Regions from separate parts of the Mus musculus genome. Here regions 2, 3 and 4 are each linked to region 1. A link is a contact called in public Hi-C and promoter capture Hi-C data. All regions are on one chromosome and are shown on one strand. Each heading gives the region's core, a stretch centred on a gene start, on an enhancer-like site or on the middle of the called end of the contact. The rest is flanking DNA. Distances are from core to core; before and after follow the strand shown.

Region 1 (6,349 bases), core at 2,411-4,910:
GCCAATGATGCTCAATACACACTCCATAGGACTGTGGTATCATTTTCTCTGCTAAACCAAGGAACTTCTAATGTTACACTATCATCCCACAGATTTCTTGAACCCTGGCTTTAATTGCCAAATAGAAACAGTCCTTCCAACCATTCCAATCACCAAAATCTATGACCACTGAATGATCACTGTCTGATTCTGGACCAACTATTTCCAGTGTCTATCCTTTGAGACTTTGTTCAATACGACTTGTAAAATGGTAGAGTTATTCTGATGTTTAAGTCTTCTTTCCCCAGACTCACTTTAAGTGGCTCCTTCCCTATTCAGAAAGAAAGACCTGGTTATTGATCCGTTCCTGCTTCAGCTCACAGCCTCTGCATTTCTCGGGATCTTGAATTTGTAATGGCATGCAACAGTAGCTGTATCTCAACTCGCCCTCATTACAGCTACACTGATTCTCCGCGGTGGTCCGCGGCTGCCATTACTACCAGGTCTAATGTTCATCGAAGTTACTGTGGAGCCTGGCGGAGGGAACAGAATGCCTTTTTTAGTTCTTTTTAAGATTTATTTATTATTATACCTAAGTACACTGTAGCTGTCTTCAGACACACCAGAAGAGGGCGTCAGATCTCATTACGGGTGGTTTGTGAGCCACCATGTGGTTGCTGGGATTTGAACTCAGGACCTTCGGAAGAGTGCTCTTATCGGCTGAGCCACCTTGCCAGCCCTTTAGTTCTTTGAAAGCACTGGGAAAGAACTTTGTTGTAGAAGAACCAGCACTCCTAATAAAATGCTTACAATTATTTTCATTTTTCTTTTTTTAAAGACATTATTATTATTATTATTATTATTATTACTATTATAAGTAAGTACACTGTAACTGTCTTCAGACACATCAGAAAAGGGCATCAGATTTCATTATGGACAGTTGTGAGACACCACGTGGTTGCTGGGATTTGAACTCAGGACCTCTGGAAGAGCAGTCAGTGCTGTTAACCACTGAGCCATCTCTCTAGCCCTATTTTCATTTTCCTATAATGCTATAAACTACAATCATAGTAGGTCTTGCATGTGGAAACTCGTTATCTGCCCAGCAAGATGTCATTCACAGGTCAGCTGATGACCAGAGGTTATTGTTGTGTCATCTGACCGTAACTCTTCTTCCTCTGAGCATATGTGTGAAGGGGTGTCTCAGGGTTCCCCTTCCTTTAGAGATTATGACAAAGCCTGGCCCCTGATCATAACTCAACTGAAAACTTGCCTTCAGCAGACCCCCAAACCCCACATGGTCAACCAGGTAGGACTCCATCAGGTCTGTTTTTGCCTAAGATATTTGCTCTTCTGTTAGAACTACCCTGTTGGTCCTGATCAGCACTGTACATCTCAACGCCTATACATAACCATGATGAGAGGCAGTAGGGTAGGGAAGGTGGAGGCCTGATACGTCCTAGGTCCCCACATAAACTGATGCAAGAACAGCCACAGTACTCTACTCAGGCCACTGTTGCAACTCAATCACCCCATCTTACCCCCATGCAGAGGCCTCTCCTATCCCTTTGCAAGCAAGGTACAGAAATAAGAGACCTGCCTCCCAAGGCAAGGCTCCTTTCTCAACTGTGGGTGTTTGTCCAAAATTAGCAAGGCCCCAGGCATCATCTGAAGCCACTTCCTGAACCAACCCTAGCAGGCTACTTCCAATTGGGGCTCTGTGGGAAAAAAAAGGGGGGGTGGGGGTGGGAGAGAGTTCACATCTCTAAAGACAGGTTGGCCTTCAGTGCTCAGCTTTGAACAGAGCTGGCGGCAGGCAGATACCTCTTTCCAAGTTTTCCACAGCTCTAGGTCAGAGCTGAGCCCAAGCAACCTTCACGTGTACACACACCTGAGTCCCCCAAGAACCCAGGGGAAACGTACCTCGATTTGCATAACATCGCAACCCCACTCGGGCTCTCCAGAGAATAATGCGCAGGTCCTGGGGTAGTTCCCCAGCTAGCAACGGAAAGAAAGTGCTTCTGGTTGATTCCTTTCAAATTACAATTCACAGTGGCCACCAGCTGGGAGAGATCCAAATACAGTTTCAAAGATTTCTGGGCCACAGAAGAGCTTTCTGTCCTGACTCTAAATAGAAGGACTACCGGCAACCCCCACCCGTGCACAAGTCCAGAAACCGTGCTGGAATGTGACACTAAGAGAGCCACTAACTGAAGATTGCTCCCCCCCCCCCGCCCCCAGCCACCCCCCACTTCACATGAGGTGTGCAGTAGCCTCAGTCAGACCCAGCTCCTTCCTGTGCCATCTCTGGGGTCTCTGCAGTTTCGAACTTTCCTCCTGCAGTTTCTTGCAGATTTCATCGGGAGAATTCCAGATGCCCAGAGAGCCAGGCTTCAGTGAAAAAAAAAAAAATCAATAAATCAATGACCAGTTTACTCGTCATTCTGAACCACCCTCATTCTGCTTGCCAGAGGGCACCTTCAACTCAGTGTCACGTGTTGTCTGCTCCTGACCTGAGCCTGTGTTAGACCACTGGGTGATCCTGAGTCTGATCCGCTACTGTAGTCGGGAGGCCCTTCCAGAACCCTGTTTATCTCCCCCCTGGCTCCAGCGTCTTCCTTCCTGGGTGCGCAGGTCGTGACCATCTTGACGCCAGAGGTCTTAGAGTGCCACTCTGTCTTGGAGAGGAATCAAAGCCAAGAATCTGGACAAATGACTTCCCTAGGAACAGCCACCTGCAAGGAAATACCCTGGAAGAGACTTGCTCCGGAAAAGTGACTCAGGTCAGGGGCTTTTGGGGGCGGGGAGATCTGGGAAGTCCAGTTACCACAGGGACCTTTAGATGTTAAAGTACACTAAGAACCCACCCTTCCACCCTCTGAGGGATATATCTGTTAGTCTCCCTTAACAGTTAAAACTGATAAGAAAAAAAGGTTATATTCAATAATGTATAAATGAAGAGTTAGAAACAAGTCATGTTGTCTTCCCATTAGTTCAATACTAATGTGCCCTAAGCTATACCACACAGGAACCCAGCAACCCTTCTCAAACACCAGACTCACAGACACACATCCCAGCTCTAACACCACAGATACACACACACACACACACACACACACACACACACACACACTCAACCTTAAACACCAGTTACGCGTGTAGAAGGGAAAGGATTTTTTTAAATAATTTGATACATTGTGTTTCACAAAATTCACCAAAGGTGGTTGTGAGCAAAAAGCCAGCAGCCAATCAGATTTGTCTTCCTGGTTTGTTGCAGTCAGACTCCATGGTTTTTGCCTCTTTGCTCAGTCAGAAGGGGGATGCTGATGTTTTTTCAACAAGGATCCCTCAAGTATCTCATCAGAGGAAATGAGACAAACAGCCCACCATTCGCCAGAGGAACTCCAGACACGCATTTAAGAGCGACACAGCAGGAGAGCCAGATAGCTGTAGTGCTGCACTGCTAGGCAGTCCTGAGCCTAGCGCGCAGGAGCAAAGAACGTAAGGTTACCAAGCCCAGCACGGGACACCCCAACCGGCGCAGATAAGGATCGGGAGCACGCGAGCAATCTCCAGCCTCACCCTATCCCGCCCCGGTCCCAGGTCCGCAGCAGCCCCACCCGGAAGGTTCCCATAGGCACACAAACCCGCTTGGCTCGGCTCCCCAGCTCCGCCTCGCCCGGTCCCAGCTCCACCTAGCCCCGACTCTGTACCGCCCAGTCCCAGAGCCCGCCCCTTCTGGGTCAGCCAATTGTCACGTGACCGCGGGCGTATCCGAGACTGCCTGAGATCGACGCTGTCTACCACCAGTTCCTCCTCAATTTCGAACCGCCCTTGTCCCATGGCGCTGGAGCCTCCCGGGTCAATGTGAAGTGACTTCTGCTCCTGATCCCAAGCCTGTGCTGGCACCTCTGGGTGAACAGGGTCAGATCCCCGCTCGTGACGTTAATGAAGCCCTGGTCCTTTAGGGGCTCTGTGGAGTTACACCCCAGGCCACCCCCTTCCGAGTTCTGACAGATTCGCTGGAGCTTCAGAGAGTGGACCTACAGACAGAAGGATTATTTGGGTCTGGCGGCTCAGGGGAGGAGGAGGGCTCGGGACTGGGGCCTCAGGTAGGGGCTGGCCTGGGCGCTCAAGGAACGAGCCTGCTGGAATCGCTCTGCCTTCCCTACCAAGGGACTGAGGACACAGGCCCATCTGTATCTCTGTCATGGCCCTGGGGACCCTCTTTTTGGCATTGGCTGCAGGCCTGAGCACTGCCAGCCCACCTAACATCCTGCTGATCTTTGCGGATGACCTGGGCTATGGGGACCTCGGCTCCTATGGGCACCCCAGTTCTACCACCCCTAACCTGGATCAGTTGGCTGAAGGTGGACTACGGTTCACAGATTTCTATGTGCCTGTGTCTCTGTGCACGCCATCTCGGTGAGTGAGGGACCTTTGCCCCTCCCCTCTCCCCTGGCTCATCCCATTTCTGTCTCTCTGTGGGTATGTCCACCATTCTCCCTCTTCTCTCTGGGTTCATCTCTGTGGGACTCGCAGATAATGGATTCTGTGGTTTGTACTACAGGGCCGCCCTCCTGACTGGCCGGCTCCCAGTTCGATCAGGCATGTACCCTGGAGTTCTGGGGCCCAGTTCCCAAGGGGGCTTGCCCTTGGAGGAGGTGACTTTAGCCGAAGTCCTGGCTGCTCGAGGCTACCTTACAGGGATGGCTGGCAAGTGGCATCTTGGAGTGGGGCCAGAGGGGGCCTTCCTGCCCCCGCATCAGGGCTTCCACCGATTCCTGGGCATCCCATATTCCCATGACCAGGTACAAACCAGCCGGACCCTCTGCTGCCCCCCAACACACACCCAAGCCCGCATACCAACTGTACCCTAACCCGTAGCCAGTCCTCCCTCACACTAACCGCTCTCTGCTCTCCCCAGGGTCCCTGTCAGAACCTAACGTGCTTCCCACCAGACATCCCCTGCAAAGGTGGCTGTGACCAAGGCCTTGTTCCCATCCCACTACTGGCCAACCTGACAGTGGAGGCCCAGCCCCCTTGGCTGCCTGGACTGGAGGCCCGGTATGTGTCTTTCTCCCGAGACCTCATGGCTGATGCCCAGCGCCAGGGCCGACCGTTCTTCCTGTACTACGCTTCCCACGTGAGTGACCCTGGCCCCGCCCCCTGACTGCCCAAGACCTGTACCCAGCCAGTGCTGACTCCAGTCTCTGCCCCCAGCACACTCACTACCCTCAGTTCAGTGGACAAAGCTTCACCAAGCGCTCAGGCCGTGGGCCATTTGGGGACTCCTTGATGGAGCTGGATGGAGCTGTAGGGGCCTTGATGACAACTGTGGGGGACCTCGGTCTGCTGGAAGAGACACTAGTCATCTTCACTGCAGATAACGGGTACGAGCCAAGCAAGGGATACTCGTTGCTCTATCACAGGCCAGGACTCTAGGGTAACTTCCACCCTAGCTGTTTGTTGACTGTATAAAAGACTCGAGAGGTGCTAGGCACGTTATGGTGATCCATAACCAGCAGTGGGGCAGGGTCCTTAGCCTCTTGTTACTGATGACTTCCTTGTGTGTCCCAGTCCTGAGTTGATGCGCATGTCCAATGGCGGCTGCTCTGGCCTCTTGAGATGTGGAAAAGGAACAACTTTTGAAGGTGGCGTCCGAGAGCCTGCCTTGGTCTACTGGCCAGGTCACATTACTCCTGGTCAGTCCCCTAGCCCTCTTTGTGTAGACCCATGGCCCCCATCTCCCTAGCCTCGATGGTGAATGGAGTGGCCGAACAGCCATCTGTCCACAGGTGTAACCCATGAGCTGGCCAGCTCTCTGGACCTGCTGCCCACCCTGGCAGCCCTGACCGGGGCTCCGCTGCCCAACGTCACCTTGGATGGTGTTGACATCAGCCCCTTGCTGCTAGGCACAGGCAAGGTAGGGCCAGTCATCCCTTGACACCATCCCCATGCTGGTCCTCCTTTAGGTATGAAACTGGGCAGTGCCGGAGAGTACATGCCTCATGTCTCCTTTGATGAGTGGCCCCTGAGTATCACCTCTCAGGATCCTGGGTGGGCCAAAGCGGGGAGTGGGGGTGGGGGTCCCATAACAGGGCGATACACAAGAGCTTTTAGAGATCTCTCCTATCCTGTCATCCTGACTTTTCCCTCAGAGCCCACGGAAGTCTGTCTTCTTCTACCCGCCCTACCCAGACGAGATCCATGGGGTCTTTGCTGTTCGGAATGGGAAATACAAGGCTCATTTCTTCACCCAGGGTACCCTGCTTCCCTTCCTGGCTTCCCCTCCCTAGCCCGGCTTGCTGACCCCCAGCTGCTCTGTCCTCTGCCCCTCCTTATGTAAAAAGCTGACACCCCCCCCATC
Region 2 (6,349 bases), core at 2,044-4,543, 420 kb after region 1:
TGGAGATCACCAGTGCTGGGCTCAGGGGTGGGGAAACATAGCACAACCCACTCTATGGAGGGCAGGCTCCTTCTATGAGGGTTATCCACACAGCATTTGACATTCAGGACTAAATGCCCCTATAGGCAGGACCCAGGTGTATGCAGAAAAAAAAAAATGGAGGGGCCGTTGGCCACACTGGGTACTATTACTAGAAGTGGGGTGGTGGGCTTAAAACAGCAGACAGGTACCTCACAGATCTGGAGGCCAGATGAATGAAATCTTTCAGGCAGGCAGTCACCACTGAGAGCCCTGGAGCAGGGTCCTGGATATGTCCCTGTCCTACCTTCTCCTGTGTTCTCACCAAGGGGTCCCCAAGAAATGATGGGGCCATGGGAGAAGGAGCCACTAAGGCATACTTTCCCCACATCCGATTCACTTGTGTTTGGGGTCCCTGGATGCTTCTAGCTTCTGTGGGACAAAAGGACGGTGAAGAGCCCCAAGCGGCGACTGGGCTATCCTGAATCAAAGCCAAGAGAAGCAATCACTGTTTCAGAATTGTGTAGGAAATCAGGGAGGGCAAAGGTTAGGAGTAAGGCTGGTTGTTCAGTTTCTCTATCCTCCCAGCCAAGAGTAGATTTCCTGGTCAGGCATAGGGGCTTGTCTGTGCTGCGTAGGCCCTGGGACTCCTCCTCACATTTGTGGTAGGCCTAGCTCAGCATGGATAGGAGGGCTTAGGAAATGTCTGTGGGAAAGCACAGGGGGCCGGGTGGTGGTGGTGCACGCCTTTAATCCCAGCACTTGGGAGGCAGAGGCAGGTGGATTTCTGAGTTTGAGGCCCGCTTGCCTACAGAGTGCATGCCAGGACAGCCAGGGCTACACAGAGAAACCCTGTCTCAAAAAAACAAAAAACAACAAAAAAAACCCAACAACAACAAGAACAACAAAAAAGCAAGCAAGCAAGCAAGCAAGCAAGCAAGCAAGCACAGGGGGTTTGAAGCAGCAGGTCCAGGATCGGGGCTAACTTGGGGGACATCTTGTTGGTTCCAGGCCCAGTTGGATGCAGGGTGTCTGGAGGTCCCACAGGTGACAAGCTGGGCTGGCAGGGTCTGGGTGTAGGGATCCTATCAAGGAATCACCAAAGATGGCCCAGCCCACCCACATCTGAAGCTGCCCTACGATGTCTGTCATAGATAGAGCTGTGTTCCCCCAAGTATCTGCTGTTGTCCTGGCCCTGTACTAAGGACTGACAGAAACAGCCTTTGTAAATGAACTGAAACGGGAGTGGAGTAGAATAATCCCTACCATGGGGAAATTCCCAACAGAGGACAGACACAGAGCTTGGGTGGTATACAGCTATACCACCAAGGAATACCAGGGAAAGTCTATAGGTACCACTCATCAGGAAGAAAGGGCTTTGGAGAGAACTCAGCCCTCCCTATACCTGGAGTTTGGACTTCTGGCTCCTGGAACTGTAAGGTACACGTCGGTTGTAAGGCAGCCACCCCGTTGCTGGTACTGTGATCAACATGGCCAAAGGCCCCCTTTATACACACACCTGGGTGTGCCTGAGTGTCAGGGACTCTGGTGTTCAAGGATGGAGACCAGGAGAACTTCCTCCACCTTTGGCGTGGCCTTAAATAGTCTGAAGGATGCCTGCCCTCAGCTCAGGTTGGACATCACTAGGTCCTGGAGTTTCCTGTAAGGGGAGGCACCTGTGGATGGTGGTGAAGAAGCGGGTATCGAAATACCTGTTCTCGTTGCCCAGTAGCTGCAGAGGGCAGAGCGACCTGCACCTCCAGAGGAACTCTGGAGCCCCGACAGTCTTCTTCCTGCTATGAAGCTGGCATCTCTGGCCACCAATTTGATTTGTGGCTATGGATACCTGAGTCTGCCTCAGCTCGGCTCCAGTGGGGATGCTATTCCCCATCTCGGTGTGTCACCAGAAGCCAGCTCCCTAGTGCCTCAGCCTGTCACCTTAGGCAGGGCCCACTCTACATGTGTACTCTCCTGTGTACAACCGCAGGCGCACCCACAGGCTCCCTCATAGAGCAGGCCCAGTTCTACTCACCTAACACGTCAGCTCCTTAACCTGCTCACTCTTCAGTGACCTGCCCTACCCTCTACCTACACTGCCTTTGCCAGTCAAGGGTGGCTTCTTGGGCCATTATTGCTTGATGCCCTCCGGGGCCAGCCTCTGTCTGGCCTCCTCTATAGAAGAGCTTTGGAAAGGGATGTTTCAGAGTTCCTCGGGAGTACCCTCACTTTTCCTACACTGTCAGCCCCAAGAACCCCATGCAGCATCATGGGATTTTTTTCACTTATCCCTGAGCAATGCCCTCAACACTCATCCTTCTCTGGTCCTCATCTGGCTATTCCTCCAAGCCTCAGCCCTCCCTACCCCCACCACCCGTGACGTGACATGCTACAACTCAGACCCCACATCCCATTCATCCCGGGGGCCAGCAAGTGTAGGACAGGCCTACTCTCCTCACGGCTTGAGGCTGAAGGAATGGAAGGCCAAACAACAATAAAACAGAGGAGATGTCTCAGGCGGCCCTGTCTCAACCCCTCATGCCAGACTGAGGTGGTGCCCAAGGTCTGTGATGAGACCTGCGGGCAATGGCTCAGCGGCTGGCCAGGTGGGTGCGGTCTAGCTGGCGCTGGCTGCCTGGCGCTGAGAGCCAGCGCGCTCGGAGCGCTGGGCGCTAAACACCTGCGGACGCGCGCCCTGCCTCACCTGCGAAGTTCTTGGTGAAGACCAGGGTGACCAGCAGGATGGGTACCAGCACGGTGCCGATGGTGACCACGCGGTCGAACGGCAGTTCCAGCTTGAGCTGCAGCAGCAGCGCGGCCAGCGCGCCCGCCTTGTCGTCCTGCGAGCCAGGCAGGATCAGCTCCCTCAGCTTCTCGCCCGCCAGCAGCGCGGTCGCCATGTCCGCCGACTGCTCCAGGAGGTGGTGCATGGGGGGCGGGGGCGCGGCCCGGCGGGGTACGGGCGGGGGGCGCGGGCGGGGCCGCGCGCCAGAGAGGGCGGCGGGGGGCGACGGAGACCGAGGTCACGGTGGGGGGGGGGGGCGCGGAGCGCTGGAAGAGGGATGTCAGCGGGGATGCGGCGGGGCTCGGGGGTCTGCCGCCCCGCGAGAGGGGTCGAGCTGCCAGGGCGCCGGGCCGCCGCCGCCCCCGCCGTGCGCTGTAGCCGGCCCGCGCCCTGCGTCCCTCCCGGGGGCGGCGGCGGCTCTCCTGCCTGGGCCGCGCGGCCCGCTCCCGCCGGGGAGGGGGGCTGTTTACCTGCGGCAACTCCGCGGCGTGGCTCCGCCCCCAGCCCCCCCACCCTCCACGTAGCTGCGGCGTTGGCGATGACTTGCAGAAAAAAAAAATTTTTTTTTTTAAATGAAACGAACCGAGTTCATATTGACCATCCCCTTGCATCAGGGTTGGGCCAAGCCCTGGTCCCCCATAGCCCTGTGCACAGAAAGAGGCGGATCGCCCGCTCTGGGGTTAGATCGTGTCTGGTAGCCAAAGGGTTCTAGTTCTACACCTCAGCTCTCTTGCTCCTCACTCGGACCTGGTCTTCACACAGGCGCAGAGGCTGCCGTGTGAGCTGTTGCAGGCAAGGGCAAGGAAGCCCGAACCCTCTTTCCCAGGTTAGTGCCTGCACAAAAATGCCGTGGGGCGTCCTCTCCAAAGCTCCTGGATGCCTCTTCACTGCAGCCATGTCCCGGACCCAGGGGCGCCCCTTTACACGCTGTGATGGGACGCCAGCCAGTGCGGATATGCTTGTACCTAGCATCTTCACTGCTTCACCCACTGTCGGCATCCGTGGAGCTGGGCCAGGGTGTGGGGGCTTCTAGGATTGTCACCTGACCTCTCTGGGCTACCCACATGTTCTCTCCTCCCAGGAGCTACTGTACACAAACTTTTGTGACCGTGGCCTCCTGCAAGATTCCTTGGCTCAGTATCTCTCCATCATAGCCTTTCCTGTGTATGTCTGGAGTAGTAACTTCCTTCAGTATCCATAAGCTATCTGGAAACATCTCCTCCGACCGAAGCAAAACCTGGAGGGACTGCTGTCCCGTGAGGCCTGACTCCTCCTGGTGCATTCTTGCTCCCACAGACATTACCTTCTTCACCTTACTCCCTGCGGGTGGTGAGCAGCCATTCACTCCCCATGCCTAGGATTCCTGGCTGCGCTGGCAAGCCCTCACCCCAGGCTTCCCAAGGCAGTCCTTCCTGCACCCTCCCTGGCCTCTCAGAAGGGTTATGCTGTTCACTCCATCATCCCACCTTCAGAACCCTATATTTTTTGTTTTCCTTTGGATTCCTAGAGCTTTCGCACACTGACCCCTTCTCAGCAGGTTGGTTTTCTCTGACCTGCAGGTCTCCCTTACCCCCCCGCACCCCACCCGCAAATGTTGTCTCCTTTGTTATCTATTTGTGCATGCCTCTTCAAAGGCTCTATCCATCCACTCTGGGTGGAGAGTTATATTCTTTTAAAAAACTATATATGGGTGTACCACCAGCATGCAGTGGCCATGGAGGCTAGAACTCCCCAGGGCTGGGGTTACAGGTATTATAAGCCACTATATGGATGCTGGTAATTGAACCCAGTTCCATGGACTTTTTCCCAATACCTCTGGTCACTTGCAACAGTCTGCTTGGATCCTTCTGGCCCCTGCAGGCACTGCGCTCTTGAGGTACAGACATACATGCAGGTGCAATACCCATATACATAAATCAATAATAAAGACAAAAATAAACGTTTAAATAGAGTTGCCCAGTAATGAGGCAACAATGCCCCTGCTAGACACCAGAGGCTAATAAATAAAAAGCCCAGTACCAGGAACTGGTTGTTTAGTCGTTGGCCACTGAATTTCCCTAGGTCCCAATATTACAGGCTACTACCACTGTTCTTGGCTGCCCTCGAACTTGATAGTGAGACTCTGTTGCTGACTATACCGCATACTGGAGTCATGGGACATGGAGAAACTAAGCAAGTACTGACCTGGAAGCTGCAGTGCTCCTGGCTACCTTTCACACAGTCTTACCAAGCTGTGAATCCTGCAGTCTGTGACGACAACCGCTCTAGTATCCCACCGAAGCAATAGTGCCATAAACATCATGGGAGCAGCCAACCATTTGTGATTGACTTAAGTCCTACTTCACAAGGTGATCCCACATTGCTGGGCCAAGAATCTATGGCTAGATGGGTCACGGGCTCTATGGGATAACCCATTACTATTATCTTGCTAAATGAACATAGTCCTGATTAATTGAATTAATGTATCTTTTTGTTTTGTTTTTGAGACAGGGTTTCTCTGTGTATCCCTATCCCTGGCTGTCCTGGAACTCACTCTGTAGACCAGGCTGGCTTCAAACTCAGAAATCTACCTACCTCTGCCTCCCAAGTGCTGGGATTAAAGGCATGCATCATCACTGCCTGGCTAATGTATCTTTCCACCCTTATCAATGAACCTTCTATTTGTGGTAGGGGGTGATGAAGAGAGACTCACAAGTGGCCATGAGCAGCTTCTCTGTCCCCATCCCATTGTTCCCATTTGTGAACTGCCTTCGTTTACAACTGACCACTTCAACCTGCGGCCAGATGCCTGAGAGGGTCAGGAGTATCGAGCAAACCAAAGCTTCTGCATCAAGCATTGCTTAGGCTTCCTTGGCAAAAGCTCATTACTTGTCTTCTGGGGTCATGGGCAATGAATGTGAAATTCCATTTTGGGTACAGAACATAAAATATTCCCCCCCCCCTCAAAAAAAAGGAAAGAAAAATTCACATTTTCTTTCACACTGACCTATAAGCATACTATTTTACACTGGGGTTCAATCCATTGAGAGTAAAATACAAGATTCAAGAAGGAAAAGCCATTTCTAGCTCTGGAGGACGTCCTTTTTAGAGGACAATGCTGGTGTAAAATGCTAATGCATTTTCCTCTCATATGATATAGGTTGCTCTGCTTTGCTTTAGAATGGCAAAATCTACAGTATTCTTGAATGACATTGTAAGCAGCCTTAAAAAGTTGAGAAACATGGGTTAGAGAGATGGCTCAACGATCCATCACTGCACCGGGTGTTCTTACAAAGGACGCAGGTTCAATTCCCAGTGTCCACATGGCAGTTCAAAAATGTAACTCCCGTTCCAGGTGATCTGACATACCCTCACAGAGACATACATCCAGGCAAAGTGCTAATGTACATGAAATAAGAAAAAATTATTTTTAAAAAATGAGAAAGGGGGGCTGGCTGGAGAGACAGCTCAGCAGTTAGGAACACTGGCTGCTCTTCCAGAGGAACCAGGTTTGGTTCTTAGAACCCACACGGCAGCTAACGATCAGCTGTAACTTCAGAGGATAATATA
Region 3 (6,349 bases), core at 2,800-5,299, 400 kb after region 1:
GGGTTTCATGAATTATAGAAGCTATCTCCTCAAGCAAAATAAAACAAACCATCAGTCATCATGTACAGGTCACTTACAAACAATGAAAGATTTGTTTTATATATGTTGCTTTAACAAAGGTGTGTGTGTATGTGTGCCGCAATTGTGTAATTATCATACATCCCACAGGGGCTAAGCAGTCAGGACAGGAACACTCAGCAGATACAATGGTCCAGGCTAAAGAAAGCTCTTTAAAAATGACAAGTCTGCTGGAAAAATCTGGCCCCTGGGCATAGTAATTTTTAAAAAAAGATTATATTACCAAACATGTATATTTGTGTGTCTGTGTGTGGCTCGTGCCCACAGGGGAGAGATGCCCTGGGGGCAAAGTTGCAGGTGGTTGTACACCAACAGGGATCAAACACCAGTTCTTCTAAAAGCAGTACCCGTGGGGCATGGTGGCGCACGCCTTTGATCCTAGTACTCAGGAGGCAGAGGCAGGTGGATCTCTGAGTCTGAGGCCAGGCTGGTCCACAGAGTGAGTTCCAGGATACCTAGGGCTATACAGAGAAACTGTGTCCTGAAAATTTAAAAAAAAAAAAAAAAAAAAAAAGACCTCTAGGTTTTATAATGTTAAGAAATTAGAATATTTTCGTTTTCCTTTGGCTACAGCAAGAAAGGATGATTCTGTTTTCATGTGTACTGAGGGACATGTGTTCTGGAAAGAACTGTGTCAGAATGGGGGTGTGGTAGGATGACAGTGGTACCCACCACTTCTGTCTGCATACTTGTTACAGCTTCCAGGCTCCTGCCTGCCCTGGCTTTCTCTGGTCCTGCTGTATGTGACTTAGGCGTCTTTCTGGGTATACTCAAACCTCTAATGTGTGTCCAGTATGAAAATGGGGCCAAGCCTAAGCACTATCAGTCTTCTACAAGAAGAACTGTGGTAGGGCAGAGGGTGGCAGAGACCCTGAGACAGCCTCAGAAACCTTATGTTCCTGGCCTAAGGCTGGCTGTCTTTACAGAGGCAAGCAGAGCTTACTTACCATACTGCTCCAGCCTGGGGGCCCCCTCCTCCCTAGTCTGGAACCTGTCCTAAAACACAGCCTGGACATTTTATATAAAGGTCAGCACATCTGGGAACTGCCGTGGCTGGCTCAGAGCCTGTGCATAGCCAAGTCAACAGTAAACACCCTGGCATCTGTGCCTGGAGCTTCACCCTTCACCTTTCATTAACAGAATTAAGTGCTTCAAAGAAACAGGAACAAGGAAGTGTGGGGGGAGGGCTCTGAAGAACCTGCCTTCCAGGACAGTGTTAGGGACCGTCCCTTCCACACCATGGAACCCCATTCAGGGGCAGGGAGGGTAACCCAAACAGCGACTAACAGTGAAAAAGGAGAGGATAACCCTTGGTCTGGCTAAAGACACGGAAGCAAACCAGTATTACTAACAGCAGCACCAGGCCGCAGAGCATGAGATGAAAACTTAAAACATCCTGTATAAGTGGGCGGGCCAACCAGAGGCTGTAGCAAAGCCAGCAAATGGGAAAGAACCACGTCGGCCATGCCTGCCCTGCCCTTTAAGAGGTGGGGCTGCCCCAGGTTTGCAGTTGGCTTGGTAGATCTACCCTTCAAAGCTCATCCAGGGTGCCTCTGAGCCTTCGAGGGGTATGGAGGCTACCAGAGTTGGAACATTGGCTCCAGATAGCCTTGGAGAGACTCCCTGGCTGGCCCATAGCAGGACTAGTTTCACCTCTGGTTATATGGCAGGTGGAGGGGTCCACAGGCTGGTCAGGAGACAAGCCCTGAGCCCTTGAATCATCAGACACACTCGATACAACCCATCATCTAGAGCAGGGCCAGCTGGGAGGGGTGGTCAGGCAAGAAGGCTACTGACAGCCTCTCCCCACTCCTTAAGCCAGAAGTCTGTGATTCTGGGTACCCGGCACTATCAAATCTACACATTTTCTGATCCTTTGGCTTCCTGCCTGTCAGATGTACCTCCTCACCCTGATCGTTATTCCTGGCTGAGCAACTGAGGTAGCCCTCCACTTCCATACTCACCTAAGCACCCAGCCACTGTACCTCCACAACATTTGTCATGCATCCTTCTCAGACATAGTCACGCCGTAAGAAGTATCTTCCTACTGCCCAACCTCCCCAGGGACCAAATCTCTTCATAAATCCCCAGTCAGTTAGCAGACAGTTTCCAGACCCATTCCCAGCCAAGACCACACTGTAAACCTTCATAGCATAAAGTCAGAGAGCTAGGATTTCTGTCAAAGAGGCCTCAACCAGCATTTCCTAACAAGCAGGGCCGTGTCAACCAGCATCCCCGAATGAGCAGGACTGTAGGGATACTTTTCCAGGCCTGCTACCAACCAGGCTCGATGCTTCCATATGCTAAACAACAGAACTTTTAGCATCTGCTAAATTTCTAGGGGAACTAGCCTCTGAAAATTTCCAGTAGTCTGCAGTTTTAAGAGGGAAGGGTTGGCTCAAAGAGCAGAAAAGGCCCACTCATGTCAGGGCCCACAAGGAGGTATGGCCCTGGCATACTAGGTCCAAGTAACTGGAGCCACGTCAGTCAAGCTCCCCACCTGCCCAGCCCCACAGCCGTCTCTCTTCTGGATCTATCCATACTAAGTGTGTTTTACCCAAATCCATACACCGAAAATATGAGGCTCAAAATAATTACATCAACATGCAGAGGTTTTAAGAGACGACTGAACTCAAGTGAAGCCATAAGGCAGGACCCACGATGGGATTGGTGTCCTTGTAAGAGACACTAAACAGCTATGAGGACACAACGAGAAAGGGCGACAGGACAGGCAGAGCCTTCATCAGTCACCCGAAAGACTAGCATTAGACCTAGGATTGCCAACCTTTAAAGCTATACTAAGAGGAATAAACGTTTAAATTTCTCAATCCACAAAACCCTGTTACCACCCTGATCTGACACACCCATCAAGCTTTTCAATCTCTTAAAACAAAACTGTTTCTCGGATGGCAGCTTGTTTCTCGGATGGCAGCTTGCTCCCCACCGCTGGTCCAAAGCTGACCGCGATCAACTGGAAAAACTAGACAAGCCTTCACTGTCTACTCAGAAAACCAAGACAGCAAGAAATGACAGGGTGTGCAAAAGCCCTGGCCTCCTCTGGTCTGTCTCTGGGAGCCCAGCCACTGCAGGACCCGGGAAAACCTGCTCAGGCAGGACATATTTTACCTAAGTGTGGCAGAGCTGAGGGCCGGAAGAGGAAACAAACCCGAGGTGAAGAAGCCTGGCCAGCTCTCCCGGGGACCTGGTTTCTGTCCACCTGGAGATGCCCCGGAGGAGCCTGCAGGCTCCCGGCTAGCAGTCCACTGTGCCAGAGCCCTGCTGGCATCCTGCCCCCAGTACCACGGCCACCGCAAGATGAGTCTTCCTAGGGCGACAAGACAGACAAGGAGGCCCAGGGACAGCTGCGTCGCACAAGACCAGCGGACCTCCAGCCCCTCCGCTTGGGGAGCACGAAAGCTTGGAGACTGTCCCCACTTCTAAAGAAGCTCTTGACGTCCCAAAGCCAGCGAGGGCGCTTCTGAGCCTCCGGGGTCCTCTCGGGGACTCCCGAGCCCAGGAGCAGAGCCCAGGAGCATCTACACCGTCCTGGGTCAGCCCGACCCGGTGAGCTCCGGATACCCTGGTCTTCGCAGTCCCCACCTGCAGCCCGCGCCCTCCCGCCCGCGCCGTCGAGGCGCGAGGAGCCCCGGCCCGCCCGCCCGCCCGGTCAGGCCACGGCGTACCGAGAGAGGCGGCGGCGCTCCTCAGCCGGCCTCCATGCGCGCGTCGCCGGGCTGACGGGCTGGGCCGGGGCGGGGCGGGGCGGCCGGACGGGCCGGACGGGCCGAGGGTGCGGGCCGCGCAGCATGCCGGGAAACACCTCCCAGGGCCGCGCGCGCGAGGCCCCGCCCCCGCCGGGGTCTAAGCGCAGGGCTCCGCCTCCCGGCCCGACGCCCCCAGGTCCTAGAGCGCAACTCCAGTTCACCGCGGGGTGCTGGGCCCCCCACAGGCGAGTCTGTGTGACGGGGCTGCGTTCTTGAAGCGTCCGTCCGCACCACGGCCTGGAGTCTAGGGAGCCGTCAGCGCACTGGACCGGGACAGAAGCTAGGGATCATACGAGGCGCCCTTCTGGTTTCCTTGGAGAATCGCATGCCAAGTGGAGAGGCTCAAGGGCAGAACTAAAGGGACAAAAGCTGGCCCAGTCAGCCCCAGGCCATCAGGACTTCCTACGTGTTCAGCTGCTTGTGACTGAGAGCCCGGAGACTGCGGAGGTCTCAGGGTGGGCGGGGCCCCAGTGACAGCAAGTGCCCAGTATCTTAACGCAGGCTTCAAACTCACCAGTCTCCTAGGGCACCTTAAAGGGTAGGGCAGGGAGAGAGGCCACTTGGCCCACTCAGGCCAGGTCTCCGGGCTGCAGGTCCTCCTGATCAGGGTTGATGAGTGGATGAGAGGAGCCGGGTGAGCCCATAATGGACACGTCTCCATTTGAGTACCCCAAGATAGGCTCCTGTGAGAGCCAGGCAGTGACGACCTGGAGCAGGCCCTGGCACGGGCCCTCCAAAGGGGAAGTAATCTCTGCCTAGTTCCCAGCTGCCCCATCCAGCCCTTTCAGGTTCCAAAGGGTTACAACTCTGGCCCTGATTTTTGGAGACCCTGCCTTGACATTGTACCTGTGAATGGCCCTCCTGGAAGTCGGCCACTTTGAGGAAGAGAATTCTTCCTGCACCAGGCAGAATTCCCTCCAGCAGTCTGTTACACAAGAGGCCCGCATGGAGACTACTGACAGGTATTTCCTGCCAGCATCTTCTTACAGCTTCCTGGTCTCCCGGAGGGCCTGGCCTCAAGGGGACCTCTGCCTTCTTTGCTCCTTAGTGAAGCACCATTCATCCCCCCCCCCCCTTGTCCACTACTTTGATGTCTGTGTTCTGTGGCCTCTTCAGGCCTCCTCAGCCCCATTCATTCTGCTTAACAGAAGACAGGGGTGGGCTTAGAGCTGAGACTGCCAGGCCCACTCTACCCGTTCACAAAGCACAATGAGGCTCCTCTCTGAGTACCCGTACTGTTTGGTTGAAAACCCCACTGATAGGCTAGTGTCAGGAAGGGGCCTGGGTTCTAGCCCTGGTTGGCTGGCAGTGTTCTCCCTGAGCCTGTCCTTTTTCTGTGGGCAGACCATGGTGCCACCTTTCCTGCTTGCCTGTCTAGGGGAGTGGTTCTCAGCCTTTCCAATGTTGCGGTCCTTTAATAGCTCCTCATGCTGTGGTGACCCCCCAGCCATAAAATTCTTTCGTTGCTGCCTCTTAACTGTAATTCTGCTATGGCTATGAATCATAATATCTCATGGGCAGGATATCTGATACGAGATATCCCATAGGTCGAAGAGTGCTGGACTAGGGGCAAAGGATGGCATGACATTTTTCATTAGATGCTGACCCTGAAGTGCCAGAATTCTATTTTGGCTAAGTGGCTGCTGGGGATGAAAACCAGAGCTGCCCTATAACCTGCTGGTGTCTATGGGAGCCAGAAATAGGAACCGGTGTCTGGAGGACATGCCCAGCCAGGCTGCCGGGGAAACCACGGCAGGTTTCAGCTGGGAGAGACCAGGCCCCCCTTACATCTTAGGCTTTGCTTTGGAGGAAAAAAAAAAAAAAAAAAAAGCATGGCCAGCTTGAGTTCTGCTTTCTAACAGCCATTCCCCAGCCTGCGTTGCTCAAGCAGGTTCTGTGGCGCCACAGGATGAGTGGGTGACGTATCAGAGTCGGCAGATGGAGTGCACCTTGGTTTAGCAGAGCAGCTGCTGGAGGGGCTTTTTGAGGTGAGCCATGCAGGGAGTCAATGCATGTCAGGCTTGCAGGGAAAGGCTTCAACATGGCCAGAGGAGCCCAGAGTCCTTAGAAAGAGAAAGGAGCTATCTGAAGCTATTGGGAGTAAATAGAGGGGACTAGGTTCCTAGTCAGGGGTGTGGCAAGGAGAGGCCAGGTTTGAGAACAGCAAAGACCATCATGAAGGTCCCACAGAAGTAGAGCCCCAAGTTGGCAAGCCTTGTCTGACCCCAGGGATCGGAAGGATACAGGTCCCTGGCCATCTGTGTCCAGGAAGGGGACTAGCTCATAGAGCCCTGGGAGCAGAGGACACTTCCGAGGAGTAAGATGACATTTAGGCCCAGTACCCACCATGTTGCCTGCTTCTTCAGGACACGACTTGAGCCCCTTCCCCAGAAGCAGCCCCTTGCAGGTCAACTCCACAGGGCAATACAGCCCCAACCCCTCCCACACAGCACTCTTCTGAGAGGTCCCTCTAGGTTTTATCCAAGAACAGAGGTGAGAAGTGGCTG
Region 4 (6,349 bases), core at 1,713-4,212, 280 kb after region 1:
TCCCTTAAGTCCACATGAATGAAAAACAAAAACAAAAACAAAAACAAAAACAAAAACAAAAAACCTGCTGGGCGTGGTGGCGCATGCCTTTAATCCCAGCACAGAAGCAGGTGGATTTCTGAGTTTGAGGCCAGCCTGGTCTACAAAGTGAGTTTCAGGACAGCCAGGGCTACACAGAGAAACCCTGTCTCGAAAAACAAACAAACAAACAAACAAAACCACTTGAGACTTGGAAATTGAACCTGGGTGTGGTGGTGTCTGCCTTTAATCCCAGTGTTAGGAAGGCAAAGACGGGTGGACCTCTCGGGGTTCAAGGCCAGCCCGGTCTGCAGAGCAAGTCCCAGGACAGCCAGGGCTGTTACACAGAGAAACCCTGTCTGGAAAAAACAAGGACAAACAAAACAAAAGACCTGGAGATTGTTGCTGAAACCTGCTCTAAGTAATTTTAGGAGAGGACTTAAAAAATGAAAACACTGGGCTGGAGAGATGGCTCAGTGGGTAAGAGCACCTGACTGCTCTTCCGAAGGTCCCGAGTTCAAATCCCAGCAACCACATCCCACAATCCCAGCTCACAACCATCTCTAGTGAGATGTTCTGGAGTGTCTGAAGACAGCTACAGTGTACTTACATATAATAAATAAATCTTTAAAAAATGTTTATGTATTATTATATCTTAAGTAAACTAGCTGTCTTCAGATGCACCAGAAGAGGACTTCAGATCTCATTACAGGTGGTTCTGAGCCACCATATGGTTGCTGGGATTTGAACTCGGGACCTTCAGAAGAGCAGTCGGTGCTCTTAACCACTGAGCCATCTCTCCAGCCCCATAAATAAATAAATCTTTAAAAAAAAAATGAAAACACCAAAATCACATAGTATGCTGGATAGGATGACTGCTCTACCATCCTCAATAGCCCGAGTTCTAGACCTTTAGGGATCCGCAAACCAGACTCAGAATTGTGGCTTTGACATAGAAAAGACTGTCCATCTTATAAAGCAGAGTTTGGTTTGTTTGTTTGTTTTTTTAATGGAAATATCTTTGTTTATAGTTTAGTATTATCACAGCACTTCCAGGACAATAAGAAAGAGATGGCTCTAAGAACAATGACATACTCGGGCTAAGTACTTCTCACCCTCATTACTTCTGTCAGCACTGTGATCTGCCTTCTGACAGAATGAAAGTTGGGGCTTAATGAAAACATTTTAATACAGGTTTAAACACTATGGTTAAGAGAGTCAATGTGTCCTGGTCTACAGAGTGAATTCCAAAACAGCCAGGGCTACACAGAGAAACCCTGCCTCACAAAAACAGAGAGAGAGAGAGCGAGCTCGCAAGAAGCAAGCACACTTTGTATGGCTGATGAAGGCTACCTCTAGTCTCAGCAGAGACAGGCAGAGTTTCAGGAGTTCAAAGTGAGCCTGGTCTACATATCAAGTTCCTCACCAGCCAGGACCACATAGAGAGACCCTGTCTCATACAGGGTGTTTGTTGGGGGCACTCAGAAGAAAGTAAGACACATCCAAGAGCATAGGTGTAGGCTTCTCAAGGACCCAATAAGGCAGATCCATGAGAGAGTTACCATTGTTTAGCATTGGTCATCTCTCCCATCTTGACGGCTCTCAGGTTGTATCTCAAAAGATTACTAACACCTCCTCCCCGTTTTGCTGAGAAGGATGGGTGAGGTAGCTCTTTGGAATGCCTTAGATGGCAATCTTTAATAAAGTAAAAACAAAACTACTAGGGTTGCCCAAGAGATCTGGTGTATGCCCCTTTTCCCTGTAAGCCAGGGATTCTAATGGAAAATTGCAAGTTTATAGCAGGGAAGGGAGAAGGGCCTTAATTGTTATTTATGCTTGGGGCAGGTAGGCGAAGGCTCTCCTTCCCCCTTCTTAGGTTCCCCCAAATGTTCCTGTCTTTCTAGCCTGCCTCATTACCTCTTCATTCTAAATTCACTCTTCTATAATCCTTATCCTTAGAACTAGGCTCTGCAACTACCTTAATCCCAAAGGCAGCAGCATTCGTTGACCAGGCTGCCCCTCTTTGCTAGCCAAAGTAGGCACACTAGCCTGGAGTGGGACTAGGTCTGGGTGGACCCGCCAACTCAGGCAGAATGGCCTTCATTAAAGGCGGATGGGTGAAGGTGCCCAATGTAGTACAGACACGCGTGCCTGGCGCTCTCGGAGGTTGGAAGAGGGCGTCTAATCTCCTGGAAGTACAGTTACATTTGTGGGTGCTGGAAACAGAGCCCCCATTCTGCACGGAAGTGCAGCCCGTGTTTTTACTCGCTGAGCCATCTCTTAGCCCCAAACATTATTTTTCACGCTTTGTTTGTTTTGTTTGTCTTCATTTTCCCGTGACAGGGTTTCTGTGTGTCGCCCGAACTGTCTTGGACACTTGCTCTGTAGACCAGGCTTGCTTAGACTTCAGAGATTCGCCTGCCTTTGCCTCCAGAGTGCTGGAACTAAAGGCGTGCACCACCACAAACCACCCGTGGTTTTCACACTTTTAAAGCATTTTGAGGTTTGTCTTTAACTACCTTGGGCGATTGTCCAGCACAAAAGCTGTCCGCGACAAGCGATGACACACAAATAAACATTAGGCTCACAACCCTCGGCCGGGTTGGATACCCCTGGGGGGGGGGTGGTGCCCAACATAATTCTATGTTGCCCAGACACCCCTGGTAGACACCACTATACGCCCAGAGTCCCTCAATCCATACGCCAGGCAGAGATGACATCAGGAACCGCCCTTTCTCTTCTGCCAGATGCAGGGCCACACTAGCCACCTACTGGCCGACCCGGGTCACGCAATCTCCATTATCGGGAAGCGCCTCCATCTCTAGACCCTTCTAACCGGCTGGGGCCTTTCTCGCTGGTACGTTAGGCGACACTCTAGGGCGGACGCTCCTCTAGCGCCAGGGGGCGCGCGGCTGCTCCGGGGCCCTTCTGGCCTACGGCGGCAGCTCGACTGCTCCGAGGCGGCCCAGGTGAACCCCTGCGTTTCTCCGCAACGTGCCCGGGTACCGCTGGAGCTGCTACCATGGAGGTGCCGGTGGGTCCCGGGCCCCGGCAAGCTGGCGGAGGACTAGGCGCGACAAGATCCTCGTCCTCCGGCCGCGCGGCGCGGACCGCGGAGATGCCCTGGGCGCGCTTCTCTGCCTGGCTGGAGTGTGTGTGCGTGGTCACCTTCGATCTGGAGCTGGGCCAGGCGCTAGAGGTGAGCTGATGGGCTGGCTGACCCTCCAGAACTGTCTTAGTACCTCTCCTTCGGCGGCCTGAACCTCTCCAGAGGCCCCTCCTCTCCGGACGTCCCTCCTCTCCCGATGCCCCTCCCCCTCACGCTCCTCCCTTCTCTCGCCTGCACCCCTGCTTCTTTCCTCCCATTCCTCTAAGCCGCCGCGCGGTTTCTCTACCCGGGGCGCCCACCCTCCAGGAAGCAGGACTTTTCGCCTGTAGCCTTCCTGCTTGGTCTAGGGTCTTCTTAGGAGCCTCTCGGAATATTTTGCACCCTCAGGCTGACCTTTCCCCCACTTCCTTCGGCTAGTGACTAGCTTAGAGACCTCCTCTTTCCTATTGCCTGTCACCTCTCCAAGAGGAGCCTCTTCCTCAGAGCTCTAGAAACCCTTCCCAGGCCAAGGAAGGAAAGATCTGTAAAGCCTGACTGCCTGTCCATCAATGTATCCTACGCAGCATCTAACATGGACCTTTCTCCAAAGAGGCAAACATATCTCCAGCCCCTTGGTTGCTCAAGCCAGAGTCCTAGGGTTCCCCCCACCTTGCCCCCGCCACCGCCCCCAGGTCTCACACTGGGTCTGCTGCAGTCTTCAGTGTCACTGGTAGTTCGCTTCTGGCATTCCTCTTGTCTTTCAATTAGAATCAGATCCAGACCCTGTGAGGCCCTGCTTGGTTCCTGTGTCTTGAGCTCTTCTCAACCTTTGGCATCTGGTCACCAGCTGTGAGCAGCTGGGCAGGGTCTTAGGCTTTTGATGTGGTCTTTCTGTGGTCTGAAGGCCTCCATCCCCCTTACCCACCTACAAAGAAAGGCAGCTTCTCTTCTACTAGATAAGATGAAAATATCAGCCAGGCATAGTAGTGCGCGCAAACCCAGCATTTCGGGGACTGGGTGGGGGATGGGAGGTTGGTGAAGCAAGATGATTAGTTTGAAGCTAGTCTGGATTGATAGAGTCCCAAAGGAGCCTGAGCTATAGAATCAGACCTTGTTGAAAGAAAGAGAAAGGAAAGAATGAAAGAGAGGGGAGAGAGAGAACACATTGTGGCACATGTCTTTCTTTAATCTAGTACTCTGGAGGCAAAAGCAGGCTGATCTCTATGCTCAAGGCCAACCTGGAGCAGGCAAGCCAAGGCTACATAGTGAGACTTTGTCTTTTAAAAAAAAGGGAGGGGGCTGGTGAGATGGCTCAACGGGTAAGAGCACCCGACTGCTCTTCTGAAGGTCCTGAGTTCAAGTCCCAGCAACCACATGGTGGCTCACAACCATCCGTAAGATCTGACTCCCTCTTCTGGTGTGTCTGAAGACAGCTGCAGTGTACTTACATATAATAAATAAATAATTTTAAAAAAGGAAACAAAAACAACAAAAAGCAAAACCCACAAAACCACCAGGAAGATAGGAGGAGGAAGAAAGTGTTACAGGCTCAATGAAGCTTTTGACAGGTCCAGTTAAGGTAATGACTATGAGCCGGTGGTGGTGGCCCACGCCTTTAATCCCAGGACTTGGGAGGCAGAGGCAGGTGGATTTCTGAGTTCCAGGCCAGCCTGGTCTACAGAGTGAGTTCCAGGACAGCCAGGGCTATACAGAGAAACCCTGTCTTGAAAAAACAAAAAAAAAAAACCAAACAAAGCCTTGGTTAAAAAGCCCCACTTTCTGCACTGTAGATCCTTTCCTGTAGAGTTACAACAGAAGTTGAGAGACTTTTCCTTTAACCAAAGGGAAAAAAGAAAAAGAAAACCTGGTGTGGTGGCGCACACCTTTAGTCCCAACATTCAAGAGGCAGAGGCAGGCTTATCTCTGTGAGTTTGAAGCGAGCCTGATCTATATAGGAAGTTCCAGGACAGCCAGGACTATGTAAAGAGACCATGTCTCCAATAAAGAAACCTTCCCTCGCCCCCTCACCCCCCACCCCATGCATTCTCATTTCTTGTTCTCTAAAAGATAGCCATTTAGGAACTTAATTCTAAGCAAATCCCAAAGGCTTTTTTTGGAGAAAGGATGTAGAGTTGTTTTATACAGGGTATCATATAGCCCAGACTAATGTCATATTCATTTGTATTCAAGGATCCTGTTGTCTCTACCTTATAATTCTGGGATGACAGGCGTGTGCCACCACACCTGAGCCTATGGGGTGCTGGGGGTGGGACTTAGGGTTTTGTGCAGGTTAGGTAAATACTAGCTATGCCCCCAGGCTGGGTTTTTTTTTGTTTTGTTTTTTTGTTTTTTTGTTGTTTTTTCGAGACAGGGTTTCTTTATATAGCCCTGGCTGTCCTGGAACTCACTTTGAGGACCAGGCTGGCCTTGAACTCAGAAATCTGCCTCCCAAGTGCTAGGATCAAAGGCGTGCGCCACCACGCCCAGCTCAGATAATTATTTATTATTATACATAAGTATACTGTAGCTGTTTTAAGAACACACCAGAAGAGGGCGTCAGATCTAATTACGGGTGGTTGTGAGCCACCATGTGTTTGCTGGGATTTGAACTCAGGACCATCGGAAGAGCAGTCAGTGCTCTTACCTGCTGAGCCATCTCGCCAGCCCTTGGAATTCACTCTTTAGGCTAGGCTGGCTTTGAACTTGTAGCAGTGTTCTTCCATCTACCTTTCACATTCTGGGCATGCAGGCGTACATGATCACGCCTGGCTTGAAGGTAATCTTAAAGGCTATGGACTTGGACTCCTGAGCCTTTGCTGGACAGTGGGTGTTGTACTGCAGCTTGTTGAGTATTAGAGACCCACAGTCACGCCTGAAATGTCCCACGGTAGTGCCATGAGTCTTTCCCAATCTCTGACTGTATGGAGAAGCCCAGCAGTAAGTCTGTGGGGTGAGTCACGCATGTCACCCTCATCATGTTTGCCTCCTGACTTTCCTCCTCACCCTAGACATCTCAGGGTCCTACAGCCTTCCAAAGAGCTATTGGCCCTGCACTCATTCTCAGCTCAGCCTGACTAAGTTGTAGGAAACCCAGGATTGATTGTGGTGTGGGCATATGGAAGAAAGACAGTCCACCTCCAGGAGATTCACCCAGGCTCAGCTACGTAAGGATGGGAAGCAGGCAGTGAGACTGAAGACATTTCTGTTTCAGGTGACCCTTCCCTATTGAAGGCAAAAAGTGGC

What was found. Hi-C and Micro-C count contacts between places; a contact is called where the count stands out from the background. Capture Hi-C pulls out chosen DNA fragments and counts their contacts.
Region 2: a contact with region 1 is called in a promoter capture Hi-C map of adipose tissue. The contact joins the promoter of Panx2 here to the promoter of C230037L18Rik in region 1. A contact is called at or near these places in 2 of 115 datasets of contacts at active chromatin or transcription factors (bone marrow-derived macrophages and regulatory T cells) and 2 of 9 other capture datasets (adipose tissue and liver).
Region 3: a Hi-C map of regulatory T cells shows a contact between it and region 1, with 4 times the contacts expected there. The contact joins the promoter of 1810021B22Rik here to the promoter of C230037L18Rik in region 1. A contact is called at or near these places in 1 of 39 promoter capture datasets (pre-B cells), 5 of 484 Hi-C or Micro-C datasets (CD4 T cells, CD8 T cells, the G1E-ER4 cell line and 2 more), 4 of 115 datasets of contacts at active chromatin or transcription factors (bone marrow-derived macrophages, memory CD8 T cells, pancreatic cancer cells and 1 more) and 2 of 9 other capture datasets (adipose tissue and liver).
Region 4: a promoter capture Hi-C map of pancreatic islet shows a contact between it and region 1. The contact joins the promoter of Dennd6b here to the promoter of C230037L18Rik in region 1. A contact is called at or near these places in 4 of 39 promoter capture datasets (embryonic stem cells, erythroid cells, liver and 1 more), 1 of 484 Hi-C or Micro-C datasets (CD4 T cells), 2 of 115 datasets of contacts at active chromatin or transcription factors (microglia and pancreatic cancer cells) and 3 of 9 other capture datasets (adipose tissue, liver and pancreatic islet).

What each region holds. Positions count from the first base shown.
Region 1 is chr15:89,473,563-89,479,911 of GRCm38.p6, reverse strand. It overlaps C230037L18Rik (RIKEN cDNA C230037L18 gene), which reads right to left and starts at 3,660. Exons shown (of 5, transcript NR_077233.1): 1 at 3,627-3,660; 2 at 2,493-2,653; 3 at 2,265-2,370; 4 at 1,903-2,042. Arsa (arylsulfatase A) reads left to right here and starts at 2,488. Exons shown (of 9, transcript NM_009713.4): 1 at 2,488-2,762; 2 at 3,257-4,404; 3 at 4,550-4,790; 4 at 4,907-5,125; 5 at 5,203-5,372; 6 at 5,560-5,684; 7 at 5,778-5,905; 8 at 6,141-6,243. The coding sequence starts at 4,190.
Region 2 is chr15:89,056,670-89,063,018 of GRCm38.p6, reverse strand. Panx2 (pannexin 2) reads right to left here and starts at 3,293. Exons shown (of 3, transcript NM_001002005.2): 1 at 2,720-3,293. The coding sequence starts at 2,945.
Region 3 is chr15:89,073,554-89,079,902 of GRCm38.p6, reverse strand. It overlaps 1810021B22Rik (RIKEN cDNA 1810021B22 gene), which reads left to right and starts at 4,049. Exons shown (of 4, transcript NR_040417.1): 1 at 4,049-4,289; 2 at 5,705-5,830. Trabd (TraB domain containing) reads right to left here and starts at 3,839. Exons shown (of 10, transcript NM_026485.2): 1 at 3,762-3,839. It also overlaps a transcript of Panx2 not described here.
Region 4 is chr15:89,193,087-89,199,435 of GRCm38.p6, reverse strand. Dennd6b (DENN/MADD domain containing 6B) reads left to right here and starts at 2,962. Exons shown (of 20, transcript NM_027081.3): 1 at 2,962-3,217. The coding sequence starts at 3,041.